Linked DNA regions of Nothobranchius furzeri: region 1 is linked to region 2. Evidence: chromatin contacts called from public Micro-C data. All regions are on one chromosome and are shown on one strand. The core of a region is the stretch at or near the end of the contact, and the rest is flanking DNA. Distances in the headings are between cores, read along the strand shown. Region 1 holds the start of rps6ka3b (ribosomal protein S6 kinase, polypeptide 3b). Region 2 overlaps rps6ka3b (ribosomal protein S6 kinase, polypeptide 3b).

Region 1 (7,129 bases), core at 2,271-4,770, 38 kb after region 2:
TCTCTCTCTCTCTCTCTCTCTCTCTCTCTCTCTCTCTCTCTCTCTCTCTCTCTCTCTCTCTCTCTCTCTCTCTCTCTCTCTCTCTCTCTCTCTCTCTCTCTCTCTCTCTCTCTCTCTCTCTCTCTCTCTCTCTCTCTCTCTCTCTCTCTCTCTCTCTCTCTCTCTCTCTCTCTCTCTCTCTCTCTCTCTCTCTCTCTCTCTCTCTCTCTCTCTCTCTCTCTCTCTCTCAGGAAGTAGAAACTCTCACACAGATCAACGCCTTTTCCTGAATCAGGCCTTAAGCAGGCCCCGCCCCCTGATCTTTATCAACACTGGCGGAAGGAAGACGAGGAGCTGAACCCGAGTCTGAGAGCAGAAGGAATCTGTCCAAACGTCCTCGTCGTCCTTCTGTTTCTGTTGAGATCATTCCTCCCTAACCCTGATATCCTGACCTCCAGATTCAAGAGGACCAGTAGATCCAGGTCAATCACTGTTCCGTCGGTCCATCTCTCCTTCATCCCACCATCACTCAGGAACAAAACACCAGACACGGGATCTCCTCCGCCTGACGCAGAGATTCCCAAACCAAAGGGAGAATTCCCCGTTTTCCTTCCTACAGCCTCCGGTTATCGTCACAAATAGGGTTGTCACGATACTAAAATTTCAAACTTGATTCGATACTTGAAAAAAAAAACTCGATGTCGATACTATTTAAAAACACCAATTTATTGAACACGTTTATTAAAAAAATAACATTCCTCAATTTATATTGCAAAAATTAAATGTTAAGAATTAAGTGTGTAAAGTGCTTAAACCTTTCAAGTATCAGCATTTTTTAAACGTGCATACAAAACACTTTAAATCATGAATTGTCTCACTATATATACACTATTTGCAGAGTGATGTTTTGCTGCTTAAACTCTGTTTAAGGTGCATTTTTGTCATAAGATGTAATGCCATATGTTTTGTTCTGTACTTTTGAACAACTCTGTTGGTCAATAAAGGGAGAAAACAAATTTCTCCACAGTAGGACAAAGGTACATCTACCGGTGATCTTAATAAAAACAGACTGGCGCACGGCAGTGATGTCATTAAAAGCGCCGGTTAGATTAGCCGCGGCTAGTCTGTTCACGCCTAGAAATCCCAGACCCGCTCCAAACGAACAGGGGAATCACGTTAATGATTCCTAACAAAACCTTTCGACATTGAGATGTTTTGGTGCAGATAATGTCTTATTTCGAGGCTGCACCACGGGTGCCCGTCCGCACCCGTTATATGGATATACGCTGACGGCGATTCGCTGATGGATCTAAATACCCCGGGGAATCCAAGTAGCACCAAAGTTGTCAGCGTGAGTAAACAAACGTACTGCATGCTAGAAATTAAGTCCGGGTTGCAATAAACGGGAGTTTCCTTTAAGCACATAAGCGTGAATATACAACTACGTGTCGGACTTGGTGTGCTAAATAAGTTGGGCTGTGAAGCGCCTCCCAAATTCGCTGTTTATGTTTTTGTTTATTTATTTGGCAGACAAAACTTGGATCGGAGACAACTCGCGTGGGAAATTGCAACGTAGCCATGCGGCGTCTTCTTCTGTTTGTCTGGGAGGCGGAGGCTGCTTTACGGCATCTGGCTGTCGTGCGTGTCGGTGTACGTGAAGAAGGCTGTGTATAATAGTCCATAATATCGATACCACAGGGATGGAATATCTCATTTAGATACCACTTCTAGTATCGATTTATATCTAGGTATCGATTTTTTTGACAACACTAGTCACAAATAATTTAATCTGTGATAAATAAATGCGATGTTTGAAGCTTTAAACTCAACCAAATTCCAGTTTTTGATAAACTTTCCTCCTCAGACGGAGACGGCTGTGAGATTCCTGCAGGAACATGAAGCCACACGTTCCTTCTGGAGTCAACAGATCTGTACAGAAGTTCTGGTACTGTGGGATTTAAAACAGCATCTCCTTCATCCCTGTTAACATTTTAACCTGAGATTAGAGATTTATGGAATATTTCTAATAATTTACAACAAAACAAGGATTAGAAAAGCCGCCTCCCTGCTTTTCTTCACTGATCTTAAAGCAGAAGCTGCTGTCATCAATAATCTGGTCAAGTTTTCCTGCTTCTGCAAAAACAGCTTCTATTCCCCGTGTGAAGCTGGGGATTAAATCTGTTAGAGGGAGACGCCTCAGCTGCACCGATCCTGGTTCTGAGGGCCGATTCCGACCCAGTCAGAAATAAACACTTTACTGGATTTCCAAAGTTTTAACTTTGGATGGAAATAATCGTAGCATCAGTAAACAACAACAAACCCGCCTCGTTTCAGCTAAACATCACAAACCGGCGCCAACATTTAAATGTTTACCATTGTTGATCAGCAGTGGCGGCCATCTTGGATTGGGTTGATTCCAGTGGGTTTCTGGGAGTTTGACCAATTTTCTTTATCACTAATTTTATCCGCGTGTCCGTAAACCACCTCATCCTCACGAAGAGCGCAGGACAACGTTGAATTCAGTCAAAAAATTTCATTTAAATATTTTTATAAAATTTTACCCTTTTTGCTGAACAAAAATTTTAGAAACAAGTTTAAAAATATATATTTTACAAAAAGTGGAATAAGAATTGATTGTACCTTTGTGCAAATATTATTAGTAACATTTTAATAGCATATTAGTAAAACTGGAATCATGTGGCCTGTAACCTGTAGAGGCAGATGTAATAGTTTGGTTGGTTTATTATGAAAGCTGCAGCTGTTGCATCACGTAGTTATAAAACAGTAAAACTTGGACACTTTTATCTTCAGATTCAGGACTTTTATGAGTAATAAAGTTATTTTAGGACCTTCAGATCAAACATTTGAAGTTTTAACTTCATTTTTGACGCTTTCTAACAGATATCTTCAGATTTCAGGCGCGTTTGTTGCTTTTCTGCAGAATTCGAGACAGATTTTTAGTTGAGGTCAGATTCTAGTTTGTGTGAGTTAGCCGGCAGCATCCTCCTCCTGCACCTCCTCCTTGAACTAAACTCCTGAACCGAGTCTCTCACCTCTCCAGCCGCTCCCCCCACCGGCATCTTCCGCCAGGGATCGGCCAGCTGAGCCAGAGGCATCTTCTCCTCCTCTTGTCGGCTCCGCTTTGATCCTCCCTCCTAACGTTGACCCTGGAACTCCTCTCTCCTTCTCCTCCGAACGGGTTCCAGCCGCTCGTCCCGTTTCCGTGTCGGCAGGAGGAACCGAACCGAGCCGAGCGAGCACGCGCGGGCTAATTCTGGTCGTGGCGTGGCGCAGAGACCGCCCCTTCCTCCGCGGAGAGGAGCAGAGGAGCGCGGCCTCCGGGTCTCTTCTCGGAAACTGATCGACTTTACTAATCTATCTCTCCCCCCTCCCCCTCCTCCTCCTCACTTCCGTTCCTTCCCAATATGGCGGCCGGTGTCGGCTTACCTGTCTGTCAGACTCGCAGACGTAACGTATACGTCACACCGGGAGGCGGCACCTGGAGCCGGGCGGTTTGGACTCAGGTTCGGGATGAGTCACCCAACGGTGCACGGTCCGGTTCGGGTTTCCGAACCAAACTCAGGCAATGACGTCAGAGTTCCGGTCAGCTCCAGGCCCGTTTTATTTATCTGTGATTTCCTCTGAACTCCTGCTGGTTCTGGATCAGAAGTTCTCCAGAACGTCCCGATGGTACCTGGTTCTTCAGCATCGTTCAGGTCAACAGGCACATAACTCAAGGGGTGAGCCACACCAGCTCGGTAAAAACAAACAGCTTTAGCTCAGCGTGGTTCCTGGTTGTGTGATTTAAAACGTTTTTAGTCTAAAAAACAGGAACCAATCATCAGACCGAACCATGGACGTAATTTTGGGGGGGGGGGGGGACATGTCCCCCCCCACTTTTTCCAAAGCCAAGTTTTGACCCCTGCACTTTTTACCATCCAAAAACAACATTACGCTATATTAAATTGACACTGGTTGAGCTCTAGGACCAAGTGGAAAACAACCGTTTGCTTTGAAGCCTGTTTCCCATTAGAGCATACTGTAAAGATACCCCCCCCCCCCCGTGTCCCCCCCCCCCACTTCTAAAGTGAAAATTACGTCCATGGACCGAACAGATCTTGAATTGACAGACACCTGAACAGCCGCTCGTCAGAGAAATGGTTCGCATTCCTCAGAATTGATGATCTAACAGCTAGTCTGAGAACAGCCAGGACCAAAGCGTCGTGAAACAGCTCCAGTTTACGGAGTTCACAGCTGATCGTGGATTCTGTGGTTAAGATAAATGCTGCCAGCAGCAGCTACAACAGTTGACCAGGAGTTGATGCAACCGGAAGTTTGTTCATGATTAATGACAATAAACCGCTGGGAACTGTAGCAGCACCGCTCTGACTAGCTGTAAACAGAGGCTGTTCAGGAGTAAAATGTTTATTGCCTTTAAAATGAACCCGTCAAGATTCAGACCTGATTTTATTTTATCAAATGCGGTTGGTTTTAATTAGCTTAATAAATAAAATCTGTTTTATTCCTGTTTGGCTGTGCTACAGCGACGCCTGCTGGTGGGAGACGGAACAACACCTTCACACATAAATGGTTTTATTTAGCTTTAATCTTTTATTCAGCCTCATAAATAAAATCCCTCTTCAACATCCTCATAAACAATAGAACTTTCTGTACAAACTTTGGTACAACAAAGGAAAATGACAGATTTGATTTAAAACTAAAATTTCATAAACAAAATAAAGACTATCTGTAATATTTTCAGTTCAAATCAGAAATCTGAGTTTTTAATGTGGATCAACAGCAGAGACCAGGAATGAGAGAAGAAGTCAGAGTAGAAACTTATTCTGACTGGTTACACGTTAGAATAAAACACTGAACTCATTTCTTTCAGTAAAGAACAAAAACTTTACATAAACAGCTTAAAGTAACGATCATGTCAGTTTAAAAGCTTTAATCCTGAATAAGCATGAAGGATGAACTCGTCTCAGGTGTTCTTCAGCATTTTAAACCATAAATAAATATCTTAGAGCAGCAGCGGACCGAGTCAGTGTCAATAAATTATAGATTCATCTACATAAATAATAAATACTGGCAGGTTCCAGGGAACGGTCCCGGGGTGTGAGGCGGGGTGGGGTCTAGCTGACAGACTTGAGTTTGGACCAGGGGTGTGTCCCGCGGACGTCCAGCGGCGGGTTGTTGGAGAAGACGTGGTTACAAAGATCCTCCAGCGGCGGCTCCGGGTCGGACGTAGCAAACTGGGCGGCGTCATCCACCTCCTTACGGATCTCAACATCCATTTCCTGTCAGAACAGAAATGACTCCCATCAGCAGGAAGTTGTGTAACACCTCTGTCCTCGGGTCTGTGGTTCTGATCTCCTCTGGTTCCTCGACCACCTCTACGGAACATCTGGGTTCCCACAGACGGAACATCAAACGGGACAGTCTCCAGCAGGTTCCACAAACACTCTGTTCCTCGTCGCTGTGAAACTCCTGTAGAACTTACACTTCCTGTAGGGTCTTCACCGGAAAACTCTCCGAGCCCGTTTCTAAATCCGGGAGCTGGGCCGAACCAGTTAGGAGTAAACATCAGCCCTTTGACCCACAGCAGGACCCGGAGCACCATCACCATCCCATAATCCCACACTTCTGAAGAAGGCTACAGGGTAAAAGCGTCACGCGTTTGGATAAAACACACAGGATGCAGTCTGGAAGCTCGCCCCGTTCTCTTTGATCCACACTTCCTCAAACCTGGAGATCCGCCAACAGACCCGTAAGAGGAAGGAACCGCTCTGCTCCAGATCCCAGATGAGCAGATTTCCACGTTACGCCTGACGTGCTCACCTTGAACTCCTCGGCAGACGCCATGTTGTTGCTGAGCATTCGCTCCCTCAGCAGGGAGATGGGATCGCTCTTGCTGCGGACCTCCTGGATCTCCTCGCGGGTTCTGTAGCTGCAGGCCGTTAGGAACAGGAAACGTGTCGTGGGTCATTGAGCAGCAGGTCGACAACCCGGAACAATCGGAGAGAGTCGGCTCACCTGACGCCCGGGTCACTCATGCTGTGTCCATGGTAACGGTAGGTCTGGAGCTCCATGACGATGGGACCCTGGAACACAGGACGGGATGCATGATGGGATTCCTGCTCTGCTCAGACGTTACCTTTCCCGTCCGCCTCACCTTCCCAGCCCTGCAGTGATCGGCGGCGAACCTGGTGGCCTCTCTGACCGACAGCACGTCCATCCCATCCACCTGCAGCGGAGCAGAACCAGAACGACGACTTGAGTCTGAGCCCGGCGTGGTTCCGACTGAAGAGGTTCTGACGGTTTGTGTGCAGCATCATACATGAGCATCAGACAGCTGTGTGCATGCTCACACCTGTAACTGCCGGGACGAGCCCCGTTATAATCTGGGTCCAAACGGGCCAGCTGCAGCGTACGGGGAGCAGAACCGCTGCAGCTGCTGCCCCGGACCGCCTCAGACACCAGAACACTAGCAGAACTCCGACTCACCCTGAGCCCGGGAATGAAGTCTCCTCTCTTGTAGTAGTCGGTGCTGGCGGCGGCCCGCTCCACCGCCGTGCCCATGCCGTACTTGTTGTTCTCACAGATGAAGACGCACGGCAGCTTCCACAGGGCGGCCATGTTGAAGGTCTCAAACAGCTGACCCTGATTGGGTCAGAACCAACGGAACAGCACAAACGTCTCAATCTGGTACCACAGGTGTTCCCAAGCCTGGGTCCGGACAGCGGCTCACCTGGTTGGCTGCTCCGTCTCCATACAGCGTCACACACACCTGGTTGTTACCGCGGTACTGACAGGCCAGAGCGATACCTGCGCCCAGAGGCACCTGGACAGTTCCCGTCCGTCACTCACAGAGCTACGATCCTAGCAGAGAGAGTGGCTCCAACGCTTACCTGAGCTCCCACGATGCCGTTCCCTCCGTAGAAATGAGGCGCGTACATGTGCATGGAGCCTCCCTTCCCTTTGGCCACGCCCCCTTTACGACCTGAGGAGAGAACAGCGTTCCATCATCGCCTCGGGCGAGGAAACCAGGCAGAGGTCGGGGTATCCATCTCACCTGTGAGCTCAGCCAGGATCTGTCTGATGGAGACGCCGCGCGTGTACGTGTACCCGTGAGCGCGGTACGCCGTTA
Region 2 (6,359 bases), core at 3,860-6,359:
GGTTGGATGTTTGGATGCTGGTTGGATGTTTGTTTGATGCTGGTTAGGTGGTTGGATGCTGGTTGCATGTTTGTTTGATGCTGGTTGGATGTTTGGATGCTGGTTGCATGTTTGTTTGATGCTGGTTAGGTGGTTGGATGCTGGTTGGATGTTTGGATGCTGGTTGGATGTTTGGATGCTGGTTGCATGTTAGTTTGATGCTGGTTAGGTGGTTGGATGCTGGTTGGATGTTTGGATGCTGGTTGGATGTTTGTTTGATGCTGGTTAGGTGGTTGGATGCTGGTTGGATGTTTGGATGCTGGTTGGATGTTTGGATGCTGGTTGCATGTTAGTTTGATGCTGGTTAGGTGGTTGGATGCTGGTTGGATGTTTGGATGCTGGTTGGATGCTGGTTGCATGTTAGTTTGATGCTGGTAAGGTGGTTGGATGCTGGTTGGATGTTTGGATGCTGGTTGGATGTTTGTTTGATGCTGGTTAGGTGGTTGGATGCTGGTTGCATGTTTGTTTGATGCTGGTTGGATGTTTGGATGCTGGTTGCATGTTTGTTTGATGCTGGTTAGGTGGTTGGATGCTGGCTGGATGTTTGTTTGATGCTGGTTAGGTGGTTGGATGCTGGCTGGATGTTTGTTTGATGCTGGTTGGGTGGTTGGATGCTGGTTGGATGTTTGAATGTTTGTTTGGATGCTGGTCAGATGCTGGTCGGATGCTGGTCGGATGCTTACCTTGACCTTCTGCGGGGCGTCCTGTCGGTTCAGGGTGAACTTGGGCAGCTGGTCCCGGCGGGTGACCCAGGGGTGTCTGAGGACCTGAGTAGCCGTCAGCCTCTGATGAGGATCCACATGGAGCATCTTGGAGACCAGATCCTGGTGACAACAAACACTTTCAGTTAACCTCCAGCTTCCTGTCTGGACCAGGAAAACGGGTCGGGTCGGTACTGACCTTAGCTTCGGCAGAAACAGATGTCCAATATCCACCAGACAGGCTGAACTTCCCGCTGCCGATCCGAGCCAGAATCTCCTCCGGAGTGTCCTCGGGACCGTTGGCAAACGGAGTGAAACTGGAGACGAGAATAAGAAAGACTTCATGTCTGGATCCATCAGACGTTTGGAGAACCCGTGTAGGCGTGTAGAACTCACCCCGTTAGCATGGTGTAGAGCAGAACTCCCAGACTCCAGATGTCGCACGCCGTGTCGTATCCCTGCTTCTTTAGAACCTGCCAGGATCAACAGAAACCATCATCAGGGGAAACAACAGTATCACTTCCTGTTTACGTGGCGTTCATCGGACCGCCACATCGACCGACCTCTGGAGCCACAAAGTTGGCGGTGTAACACGGCGTCATCAGCAGGCCGTTGTCGGCTCTCAGCTGCTTGGCAAAGCCGAAGTCACAGATCCGGATGGACTCAGCGTTCCCACTCTCGTCTACATACAGGATGTTACTGGGCTTCAGGTCACGATGCACCACCTGTAAACACCACAGAAGAAGAAAGGTCCCACTGCTTTGAGCTAGACTCGCTCTGACTCTCAAGGTTCTCCAAGAACATCCAGAGGAACGAACCCCGTTCTTGTGCAGATACTCCACAGTCTTGGTGATGGTGAAGAGCACGGCGCTGGCCTCCCGCTCTGAGAAAAACTTCTGTCTGAGGATCTTATCCAGCAGCTCGCCTCCTTTCATCAGCTCCGTCACCAGGAACACCGAGCGGCCGTCGTCGTACACCTGAAACAGGAAGTAGAACCAGCTCAGGGTCTGGGTCGGAAACTGATCAGGATCAACGGCCAGAAATAAAGATCAGATCATGATGATGGAGGAGAACCTGAAGCAGTTAGAACCAGAGGCTGCGCTACATCCATCATCCATTCGTCTATCATCCATTCATCCATCATCCATTCATCTATCATCCATTCATCTATCATCCATTCATCCATCATCCATTCATCCATCATCCATTCGTCTATCATCCATTCATCCATCATCCATTCATCTATCATCCATCCGTTATCCGTCATGATGAAACCTCCACACAAGACCTCGTCTCCCTAACTGGACCAGCCAGCTCTGCCTCTAACCGGCTGAGTTATTCATGTGTTCATCACGGAACCAGCTACTGGAACATGGTTCCACCGGTCGAACCAGAAGGAGTGATTTCTATGAACGATGAAGGTCGTGACTCACGTCCTTCAGGGTGATGATGTTAGGATGCTGTCCGTATCTCAGCAGGATCTCCACCTCCTCCGTCGGGTCCCTCTTGGTCTTGTTGATGATCTGGAAACAAAAGACAAGAATTAGAACAAAGTTCCTGCTTCATAAATCAGTTAAAGACTTCTGGGATGTTTCCTCTAAAGCCCGAATCACATCCTGTGCTGTTGCCATGGTTACCTTGACGGCGTATTCCATGCCCGTCCCTCTGTGCTCACAGCGCTTGCAGAGGGAGTAGGACCCGACGCCGATGTCCTCTTTGAGGTCATAGGTGTCTGAAAACTGAGACGTGCTTCTGTGTAGCTGCTGCAGGAACACACACACATTTAAGAGGATAGTGCGTGTGCGTGTGTGTGTGTGTGTGTGTGTGTGTGTGTGTGTGTGTGTGTGTACCTGTACGATGCTATTGGGTACAGGTTGTGTCTCCTCCTCTGTTATGGCCACAAAGCTGAATCCTCTGAACAGCTGGTGGGCGTTGGCACTCGGAGGAACTCCTGGTGAGTCTGAGACAAAGTTAGAGCCGTTAATGATGTCAGCCGTTAGAAGGGAGCTCAGCTCCCAGCAGGAGCAGCAGGAGGAGGAGGAGGAGGTGAGGAGGAGAAGATGCACCTCGGGGGGTTTTAGCTGTGAACTCTGGATCAAAGTAGAAGGTGTCGTCAGGTCGTCCTGCAGCCGGCTGGAAAGGAGGATGAAGCTCTCGGCGGAAAAGTTTCTACAAACACCAGAAATACTCTAAACGTCACCAGAATCAGAATAAAAACACAAACAAATACCATTATTTACTAATGTATAGTAAAAACTTACGTTCCAGTCGATGGTGCTGAAGAAACAGTGCCTTTTGATCTCCTGAACTCCATCTGGTCCGGCTCCTACAGACAAACACAAATAAATAAACAAAAACAAGAATATGAATGTAAACAAATAAAACTGATTACAGAGTTTCTCCTGTTTGGATTGGGTATACTAAATTACTAAATATGTTTTTATTTATATTTTCTGGAAAACAAAATAATAATTCATACTTAAATAATTTATTATGAGCAATTTAATTAATTAGATTTACGTTTAATTTTCACGCAGATGATGATTATTACTATTATTATTGTTACTATTATTATTATTATTATTACTATTATTATTGTTACTATTATTACTATTACTATTATTATTATATTATTACTATTATTATTGTTACTATTACCGGTATTACAATTATCATTGTTACTATTATTACTATTACTATTATTATTACTATTATTATTGTCACTATTATTACTATTACTATTATTATTATTACTATTATTATTGTTATTATTATTATTGTCACTATTATTACTATTATTATTATTATTATTGATATTATTACTAATATTATTATTACCGTATTTTCCGGACTATAAGCCGCTACTTTTTTCCCCACGCTTTGAACCATGCAGCTTATAATGAGGCGCGGCTTTACTGAAGGTTTTCCTTCACCTGCAGGGGGCGCTTTAGCAGAAAGTGTAACAGGTGGAAGTCAAAAGTGGAAATCGAAGAAAGTGCTCATTTTTATTTAGCACATGCAAGCAGCCGGCACGACGACGAATTTGTTTTAATCCATACCCCCTCATCATGGTAACTACACGTATGAGTTCATATGATGCCGCTTTTAAGTTGAAGGCCATCGATCTGGCAGTAAAGGAGGGAAACAGCGCTGCCGCACGTCAGCTTGGCATGAATGAATCCATGGTTCGGCGCTGGAGACGGCAGCGGGAAGAACTCATTCAGGCCAGCTTCACCCGGGGATGATGACAGCAACACGGACAGCGACACCGACATCGCCACAGAAAAGGTATGTGACGAAGCTCTTCTGAGGCTGTTCAACTCCGACACTGAAGAAGAGGACTTTAATGGCTTTAGTGTGCAGGAGGAAGATGAGAGCGAATGACTTCTTCTGGTAGGCAAGTGTGTTTTATTTACTAACCAGGCATGTTTTGTGTGCAGGTTTTATTTTCTAATCATCCAGGGCTTATTAATGCCGTGTCAGCGCTGTTCTTTTCTTCTAAACATGCAACTTACCGGTAATAACGTGTCAGTTCTGTTATTATCTTATAACCATCCAGAAATATGAATGCTATCAGCGCTGTTTTCTTTTCTAAACTTGCACGCACGTGCACCCGTGTTTAAAATTTGTTTTGTTGAATTAAAACAACAACGGAAAAACTCCGTGTAGCGTCTTTCTGCTTATCTTATGTTATGGCCGTACATGCGCTGTGGGCCGGAGACCTGCATGTGGCTGCTGCGCCGCGGCTTGTATTCGAGTGCGATGTGTGTGCAGAAAACCTTATTTTTTTGTTGGTGGCTCTATAGTCCTGAAATTACGGTACTATTATTATTGTAACTATTATTACTATATTATTATTACAATTATTACTATTACTATTATTATTATTACTACTACTATTATTATCATCATCATTACTAATATTATTATTATTATTATTATTATTATTCGCCAAAATTCTTAGAAACAAAAGAAGTGACTTAACTTGTTGGTTTACTTGTAATATCTACGATCACCAGCAGGTGGCAGCAGCGTTGATAGTTAGCTGTTAACAGTGGTTTTTCCAGAATAAAAGCTCTGCTGTTCATTCAGATTTGGCAGAATTGAAAGAACATTTTATATCAGCTGGTTTTAATAAATATTTAGATTTATTTTACTGTAACATATGAATTATAATAACAGTGATAAATGAACATTTAGCTGTATTTTTACAGTGTTCAGACGCTCTTTACCGAGTCGGTTGGCTGGGTTGCGTTTGAAAAGGCTCCTGATGAGAGACTGAGCCTCCGAGCTGAGGAACTGTGGCATTCCCAACTTGGCTCTGCACAGAGAAAGAGAACAGCTGGATGAAGAACAGATCGGATGTGTGGATCAAATATCCAACAGGAAGCTGCGTCAGCGCTCTGCAGAGTGTGTTCTTGCAGACGCAGGAGGAGTTAACACTTCCTCTTTTTAATCATGATCACAGCTTCTCCTCCTTTTCCCGTCTCCGTGTTATGAACCTGCCCTTTGCTCCTCGTCTCTCATAAACCGTGCTCCTCCTCTAGGCTGGCTGTCTGCTCCTTCCTGAGCTGTAATGAAAGCTGTGGGATCAGATCGGAGCGTTCCAACAGCATAAAGTGCCTTACTTCAGGATCATTGTCATCGTGTCTTTCCGGTCTTTGCCCTGAAATGGGAGCGATCCTGTCAGCATCTCAAACTGCAGCAAAAGAACAAGAACAGCATCAGTGTCAGAGAGACCCGGATATTTCCCGTCTTCTCCTCTTTCGGTTTTCCTCCCCAGCAGCCAGACGGTCCTGAAACCCGTCACAGCGGTTCTGGATCAATCTGAAGGGTTTATTTGGGAAATAATCAGAAAAAAGAGCAAAAATGTGTTTAAACAGCAACTAAAGTCCAGAGAAAACATCAAAGTCTGATTTCTATCATAGAAAAGGAAAATGAAATGATAATCCAGTTTTTAATGTCAGCAGGTTAAAAACTCTTTAATTCGTTGATGGTTTTGCTGCTTCAGCATCCAGATGTTCTAAACATCACATCTGTAACCACTTCTCTGGGGGGGATTAAGTTCAGCTTCAGGAACAGATTTTTAATCTGAAGCCACAGAGTTGGTGAAGGGTTAGGATTAGACCTGAAGGTGAAGTTTCAGGAGATGTTCGGAACATCTGGAATTACGTTTTTTATCTGAATGTTGTTTGTTTTTTATTTTCCCAAATGATGAAACAGTAAACTAAAATTACTGAGATAAAAACTAATTAATGAACATCTCAGATTATCTGTGTCACTTGATGTTTAGATTATTTACATTTATAATCTCAGGAAGTGTCTCAGATTAGAGAAAACAGCTGGATCGTCTGGATCTAACGTCTCAATTAAACATCTGGGTAAGGATCTGACAGCAGGAAGGAAAATGTGAACAACAGAGCTGAATTGTGTGTGTGTGCGCGTGCGCATGTGTGTGTGTGTGTGTGTGTGTGTGTGTGTGTGTGAGTATGCGTCAAGCCCCCACAATGCGGCTCTAAAATTGGTCTCAACCCGGAAGTACCAAAAATTGCAGTTCCACCCTCATCCACTAGGGGCTGGTGTCAGAAGCGAGCAAATCCTCATTGACTCCCATGTTAA

The links. A called contact is a pair of places that touch in the nucleus more often than the background predicts.
Region 1: a Micro-C map of tail fin shows a contact between it and region 2, with 12 times the contacts expected there. The contact joins the promoter of rps6ka3b here to the enhancer-like site in region 2. A contact is called at or near these places in 2 of 2 Hi-C or Micro-C datasets (skeletal muscle and tail fin).

Annotation. Positions count from the first base shown.
Region 1 is chr7:63,048,247-63,055,375 of NfurGRZ-RIMD1, forward strand. rps6ka3b (ribosomal protein S6 kinase, polypeptide 3b) reads right to left here and starts at 3,521. Exons shown (of 21, transcript XM_070553479.1): 1 at 3,427-3,521. pdha1b (pyruvate dehydrogenase E1 subunit alpha 1b) reads right to left here. Exons shown (of 13, transcript XM_054750998.2): 6 at 7,055-7,129; 7 at 6,891-6,982; 8 at 6,731-6,823; 9 at 6,487-6,642; 10 at 6,155-6,226; 11 at 6,016-6,083; 12 at 5,821-5,929; 13 at 4,885-5,279. The coding sequence ends at 5,115.
Region 2 is chr7:63,008,567-63,014,925 of NfurGRZ-RIMD1, forward strand. It overlaps rps6ka3b (ribosomal protein S6 kinase, polypeptide 3b), which reads right to left. Exons shown (of 21, transcript XM_070553479.1): 10 at 5,369-5,439; 11 at 4,973-5,061; 12 at 3,002-3,066; 13 at 2,807-2,909; 14 at 2,378-2,700; 15 at 2,174-2,263; 16 at 1,559-1,717; 17 at 1,304-1,465; 18 at 1,137-1,213; 19 at 940-1,057; 20 at 723-863. Among protein-coding and RNA genes, the nearest start is that of hhla2b.1, 37 kb to the left of the region's middle. Within about 2 kb of position 5,110, at least 1 of the 3 cell types and tissues checked has an H3K27ac peak or open chromatin away from gene starts, as enhancers often do. A contact at or near this core is called in tail fin, where this site is marked.